Regions from separate parts of the Mus musculus genome. Here region 2 is linked to region 1. Evidence: chromatin contacts called from public ChIA-PET data. All regions are on one chromosome and are shown on one strand. Each heading gives the region's core, a stretch centred on a gene start, on an enhancer-like site or on the middle of the called end of the contact. The rest is flanking DNA. Distances are from core to core; before and after follow the strand shown. Region 1 holds the start of Mplkip (M-phase specific PLK1 intereacting protein). Region 2 overlaps Cdk13 (cyclin-dependent kinase 13).

What was found. ChIA-PET counts read pairs in DNA pulled down with a chosen protein or histone mark.
Region 2: a contact with region 1 is called in an RNA polymerase II ChIA-PET map of memory CD8 T cells, with 190 read pairs. The contact joins the enhancer-like site here to the promoter of Mplkip in region 1. A contact is called at or near these places in 1 of 484 Hi-C or Micro-C datasets (pre-pro-B cells), 5 of 115 datasets of contacts at active chromatin or transcription factors (effector CD8 T cells, embryonic stem cells, extraembryonic endoderm stem cells and 1 more) and 3 of 9 other capture datasets (adipose tissue, liver and pancreatic islet).

Annotation. Positions count from the first base shown.
Region 1 is chr13:17,693,808-17,697,206 of GRCm38.p6, reverse strand. Mplkip (M-phase specific PLK1 intereacting protein) reads right to left here and starts at 1,794. Exons shown (of 2, transcript NM_025479.6): 1 at 1,387-1,794; 2 at 1-365. The coding sequence starts at 1,722. The coding sequence ends at 165. It overlaps Sugct (succinyl-CoA glutarate-CoA transferase), which reads left to right and starts at 2,442. Exons shown (of 14, transcript NM_138654.3): 1 at 2,442-2,568. The coding sequence starts at 2,475.
Region 2 is chr13:17,766,615-17,770,013 of GRCm38.p6, reverse strand. The region is part of intron 2 of Cdk13 (cyclin-dependent kinase 13); the gene reads left to right. Among named protein-coding and RNA genes, the nearest start is that of Mir466i, 21 kb to the right of the region's middle. Within about 2 kb of position 1,818, at least 5 of the 459 cell types and tissues checked have an H3K27ac peak or open chromatin away from gene starts, as enhancers often do. A contact at or near this core is called in memory CD8 T cells, where this site is marked.

The sequences.
Region 1 (3,399 bases), core at 545-3,044:
TATCATTTCCGCTGTTATCAACACTTGATAAAGTTGGAGATATACCAAAGGTCTGCTAATCATTATTCAAAGTCATCATCCTTGGGTTCAACTCTTTTACACAAGTAAAAGTTCTGTCCAGGATGTTCCTGACACATGAAGCTTCCAGGTGAATTTCAGAAATATTAAGAAAAGTATCTTCCTTTTTTGCCTGTGAATGTTTGCGTATTGCTGTACTGTTGGCTTATATCCACTACAGACACTGGTTCTAGGCCAGCCCAAGGGTCTTCAAGCATTGAAGGCTTAAAATAACTTTCCAACTCATTAGACATTCTTTTTTCTCTACCACGCCCTGATCCAAATGGTGTAGATGTCCTTGGAGAACCCTTTAGGAAAAAAATCATCAGTTAAAAATAAAAACATCTAGTAAGAGATAACTGGTACTTTCTCCTCTAGTTTAATATTAGTGGGGAATCACATTAAAAGTTGTCAATTGAAACCCAATATATTCAGTTGCAAATTTCTTTAATCTAGTGCTTTTAAAAATTACTAAAACCAATTGTATATTTCTCTTTTAGAAATGTCTGCTATCATCTTAAAACCTTTCAGTTTCTAATGTGATAACCAACCCTGCAGCTATTAAATACAAATAAACCCAGTACAAGCAGTGGTTCACTGTATTCACTTCTTGGAAACTTACTTTTTAACCTGATAGGCTTCAAATTTCTAGAACTTTTATATTGCATGAAAATTTTCTATTCTTATTAACTCCAACTCATAAGGATTCATATGGGTGAGCATATTCAATTTTGCAAAACCACCGAGATACAAGTTGTTAGCTACTTCCTGTCTTGTATTCACTCATGGAGAAGAGGGGAAGTTTCCTCAATTTCAAATTTTCTATTTTTCCTTCAAGAGAACTTTGAGTAGGTATAAATATGGCTCGAAATAAAATAATTGTTTCTTTTAAAAAAAGCAAGGATGCAAAAACAAGGGAGGGACATCTGTAGGAAAATGGCAGTAGACTACAGTCTAGAGGTGCCATACTACACAATAGGGAATCATTTACTGTCCTCCCCCTAGGAATCCAGGACAATTCACTGAAATAAATGACAAAAAACCCAAAACCAAATAAAAACCTCTGGGGGTGGGTGGGAGAAGAAATGGAGGATTAAAGAAGTTTGTATACGAATGTGGTATGCTGGCTGAGAGCAGTTTCTGTGGACAGAGAACTAGAGCTCCGCCACTTATGGTAGTCTTAGATAATTTCTTTACGCCTCAGGTTACTCATCTGCAAAACTGGGCCAACGTAGTATCGGAGGATTAAACAATCCACGGAAAGGGAATGTTTCGTATCACGTCTGCCATCACAGGAAGAGTTCGGCAAACGCTAGCTATTGTCTTTACCTGGGGGTAGGTCTGCTGCTGCCCTGGGGAGTAGCCGAACTGATGCTGGGACCCCGCGGGGGACCTGGAGTAGGAGCCTGGGTAGCCGCCCGGGGACGGAGACCCGAAGCGGGCCCCCGAGAAGTTGCCGCCGTGCCGCGGAGACTGGCTGCTCCCGTACGGCCTAGCCCGGGGCCCGCAGGGCGGAGTGTGGTGCGGACTCCCGTACCCGTCCCGCGGGGAGGGCGGCCGCGGCCCCCCGCCCAGGGCACCCCGGAAGTTATTTCCGCCACCCCAACCTCCTATCCCCGGGCTGGGGTACGGAGGAGTTGGGGGTCGAAAATTCGGTCGGTGCATATCAGGAAACGAAGCCGCAGAGCTCACACGCCGAACGCCTCACCGGAACCTCTGCGATCAACCGCCAGAAGGAAACTGGTATTCCTCTATTTATACACCCTTCCGGCTCCCAGCGGACTACCGCACCTTAGTTCCGGCTGCACAAAGGTTCCGATCTCACCAAGTTTCTGCAAGAGGGCAGGTAAACAGGTCACTCAATGGAAGAATGGTGGGCGTGTCTGAGAGGAGGAAAGACTGTAAAGGGGAAACTAAATCTCCGGCCGCAGCACGAGCACAGTCGTCAACGGTCTTCCCGGAGACCCCCAGTACACGAAGACGGAAGCGGAAGAGAGGAAACCGATCATCAGGCCTTATTGGCTGTGAGGGTGGGAGAGGGGCGTGCGGGTTCCGAAGAGGGCGGATCAGAGGGGTAGGGCCATCCGTCTTGGAGGCTTCCGGGAAGCAAGGAGTGAAGCGTCAGCCGGATTCGGGGGCGGGGCCATGAGCCAAGAGGCGGGGCCGAAGGGTGTGAGGCGAGAGACTCGGTTGAACAGGATCGTCCAAGGGGGCGGGGCCGAGTGAGACTGAGGTGGAGGCCTGGGCGGAAGCGGAGGGCGTGGTGGGCGGGGAAGAGTGCGAGGGCGACCAGGGGGAGGGTCTTTGCGGAGGGGGCGGGGCTGGCGGCGGGGCCGGGCTGGCTGGGGGGGCGGGGCTGAGGGGGCCTAAGGTCAAGGAGGGAGGTCGCGGGGCGCTCTCGCTGGGGTTGAGGGGCGATGCTGTGGATGCTGGCCAGGGCGGTGGCTTTTCGGAGACCCGGCCGAGGCCTGGCCGGCGGGAGGGGGCTGTGGACCGGCCGCCCGCAGTCAGGTACCTACTGACACTGAGCGCTCGGGCTCCCTGAGGGGAGCGCTCGCGCCTCGGGGGCTCCTGTCGCAGGGCTCATGGCCATGGTCGTGCCCTGCTTCTCTTTTCCACCCCTGGCTTCTAATCCCCCAAGGTTTGGTAACTTAGGAAACAGCACCTCCCGCCAAAAGCTGAGTTTTAGAAAGCAGACTGCTGCCTTGAAAACTTAAGCGAGCCTGTAGTAATTAATGCTGGACTTGAACCCTGCGTTTACGTTCTTGTAAAATGGAAGTTGACGAGGTTAGGAAGTAGAAACAGAAATTTAAAGGGGAAAAAAAAACCCACGAAAACATACCCCAAACTTAAAAATCTTGTAATTATAAAGAAACGGGATAATTAAAAAATGCTATCTTCTGCATAAGATACCTGTCTTAGACATTCCTGTAGAAGAGTTTTGTGGTCTTTCCCTAACTCCTTCAGATACTAAAATCAACTTGGGATTTTAGGACTCATCACATTAGACCGTGGATATGTGAGGGGGTTATTGGTTTAGATTTTTGTGTGTGTGAGTGTATTGTTTGCGTGTATGCACATGCACCATTTAACGTACCTGATGCCTTTGGAGATCAAAAAAGAATCAGATTTCCTGGAACTGGAGAAAATTGTGGTTGTGAGCTACCTTGTGAGTGCTGGGAACTGAGCCAAATCCTCTTGAAAGAGCAGTAAGTGCTCTTAACCACTGAGTCATCTCTTCAGCGCCTGGCCTAAGGTTTTCATTCATCCATAGCATCTTTCTGAAGCATTTTGGCCTTCAGTCTCTGACATCTTCGGTGACATAACTATAGAGTATATCCT
Region 2 (3,399 bases), core at 569-3,068, 73 kb before region 1:
TTCTCTTACCTTTCCATTTCCTATAAACTAGAAATCAGTTGGATCTTGGTTAGGTTGAGAACAAATAACAGTTTTGGGCTAGAATATTTAGATGATTTTATATAATTCCTATTATATGATGAACACAATGTTAAATTGTGATGTGATAACTTGGTTAAGTGATGACCAACCTTAAGAATCTCTATGTAGAAGGTACTTGTGACCCTTTTTTTGTAGAATTTGTAGGATAACACATTTGTCATTTTGAAGATTTGTTTTCCCTGCAACTGGTCATCTAATGGTTTAGCACCCACTAATAAGATTTGTCTTAATCAGTTACTGTAATTGGACCTGCAAATGATGATTTTGGATTTTGATTACTCCTCTTAATAGATGTTAATAAAGCTAATATTAAAAAGGCAGTTCTTTCTACTCCTCCCAGTCTTCTTAATTGTAGGGCTCTTCCTACATTATCAGATCAGAGGTTCCTCTAAGCTAAATCTTTCACCTTTTTACTTGGTTGGAGTCTTAGCCAAATAGTCTATGCCATACTCACTTTGAATCCTTTTCTTAGAACTGCAACAAACTGTTTCTTCTGTTACCATTGTGTTTTTACAAAAAACATGATTGTTTTATTTAAAATGAATTAGGATCATGGTATTCCTTTCCTTTTTTTTTTTCATTTACTTGTTGAAGATATTTCCATGTTAATCTTGATAGGTTCAATATGCTTATCTATAACAATCAGTACATCATACTTTTTACTACTAATGTATATAGACACTTGGTTAAGATAGAATATGACAAATTATACCCATTTAAAACTTTAGAAATGAAAGCAACAAATTGTATCCTAATAAGGCCATGCTAGTTTATATTCTGAAATGTTATGGAATCATCTTTTGTTGTTGTTTTTTTTTTGAGACGTGGTTTCTCTGTGTATCTGGCTTTCTTGGAATTCATTTTGTAGACAAGATTAGCATCTACCTGTCTCTGCCTACTGAATCTCCAGAGTGCTGGGGTTAAAGGCCTGAGCCACCATGAGCTCTCCTTTTTGGGTATGGAATCATCTTAACAGTAATAGATTTTAACACTTTGAATTTTTATAGTCTTGAAGTTACATTGTTAGGTTTTGTGCTTATTTGGTTGCTAATGGGACCGGCACTTGGTGTGTTGTGTGGCTCAGAGCCTTCAGTTCTTCCCTTTTATAGTAGAATTTTCTCACTAGGACTTTTGATCTTTGTAGTTCAGACTCTTGTTTTTCTTTGATATTTGTTCTTGGGGTGTGTTTGTTTGTTGTTTGTTTTGTTTTGTTTTGTTTTTTTCACTTTTTGAGAAATATCTAGCTGGCCTAGAGTTTGCTATTAGATCAGGCTGGCCTTAAACTAGATATCCATCTGTCTTTGCCTCCTGAGTGTTGGAATTAAAAGCTTACACCACTATGCCTTATACCTATTTTTGTTTTTAACTTGCTATGGATATTTTCTATTTTTCTAGTCAAATCACTTTTTTCCCTTTATAATCTTAGCTTATAAAATTTATAAAAGGTGAACTCAAAAGATTTTCTCACAGAAATTGGTTTAGGTTGTTACAGGAAGAAGAAAGAGATGGTCTGGTTTGCCACCTTCTTCCTTGTAGCAGTGTTGCTACCAGAGTTTGACTAATTTGAAAACTCTTAAGGAATATCTGTGTTTCTGTGTACTTTGTTGTCTGTCAACATATTATTTCTTTGCTGGTACTTTAGTGTTTGTGTTTTATCCTCTAGATACCTGGTATACTGACACTCACTCTTAATTTCTATTAAAGGGGAACTTAAGTGGTATGAAAGTGAAGTGGTTTATTTTTCTGTTTTGTTTAGTGGTTTTGGGGTTTAACTCAAGAGTTGTACATGCTGGGCCATCCTCCTACTACTGAACTCCAAACTTCAACCATAGCCCTTCCTTCAAAAATCTGACCCCAGTGTTGTACAGCTTTTCTTGAAAAGCAAAATAAAAGAAAAGAAAACAAAACCAACAGCAACAACAAAACCCTGGTCTGAATATTTATGTAATAAATTCTCTGTTTTTATCATTAAAAGGTTCTCTTGGGTAACAGATTTTTTTTTTTTTTGTATTGGGAAAATTTAAATTATCAATTACAACTTCAGATACAATTTGAAAATTATAACTCTGGAAATTAAAAAAAAAAAGTATAGAACTAACCAGGCCTTTAATTCACTTGTAATTCTATTATGGAGGGTTAGCATTCCTGATGGCAGAGTAAAGGCAGGGCAGCTGGAACAGCTGAGAAACAACTTTTTTTTGTTTGTTTTTTTTGTTTTTCGAGACAGGGTTTCTCTGTGTAGCCCTGGCTGTCCTGGAACTCACTTGGTAGACCAAGCTGGCCTCCAACTCAGAAATCCGCCTGTCTCTGCCTCCCGAGTGCTGGGATTAAAGGTGTGTGCCACCACACCCGGCAACTTTTTTCTTTTAAAAGCAAGGTCTTACTATGTAGTTCTGGAACCAGACTGGCCTCAAATTCAGAGTTCCATCCACCAGCCTGTACATCCCAAGTGCTGAGACTAAAAGTGAATTCATTGGTTTTGGTTATGTAAATGGGCAAGAGAATCGTGTGCTAATTGTAGTTTGTGATTTTATTTGCTAAAAAGAAGGCATCATTGTCTCCTTGTCATAATCAAATACTACAAAATTATGAGGTTTCTTGCAAAGCATATTGATTTGATTCTTTCTTTTTAATTCATAATTTTGAAAGTTAGAGCTTATTTTTTTTAAGTTTAAACTTTGTTATTTGTTTGTGTGTATTGTATGTGCATGCAATACTGCTGGTATAGGCTCTAAGGGCAACCTTGAATGTTGCTTCTGACCTTGTTTTAGGCAACTTCACTTTGTTACTCCAATATAAACACCAGGGTAGCTGGCCAATGAGCTTTCAGGGATTCTCCTGCCTCCTCCCCTCCCCTCAGATGAGGGTTACTGAGATTGTAGACTGTGCTGCTGTGCCCAGCTTTATGTGGATTTTTGAGATTTGAATCCAGGTTCTTACACTTGAATGACTAGCACCACAACACCATCTTCCCAGCTTCCTAGACTTTATTTTTAAAAAATAGTTTCAGATTTGCAAAGATAAAAAGATATTGAATCCACATTTGTCTTGCACTTATTACATTTAGTCAGTATTCATATACTACTATTAATTAAGGTCTACTCTATAGATTTCTATGGTTTTTACTTAATTTTGTGTCACCTTTTTCTTTCTTTCTTTTTTTTTTTTACTTCGTGGTTGAAGGATAATAATCTGTTTAGATGGACTTGAAGTATGACATATGCCTTTGCATGCTGCTTAAATTTTAAATATGACCATAGTTTTATCGTGTAATCAATTACTTATGGTTGATATGACTTACACCCCTCCCCCTTTTTT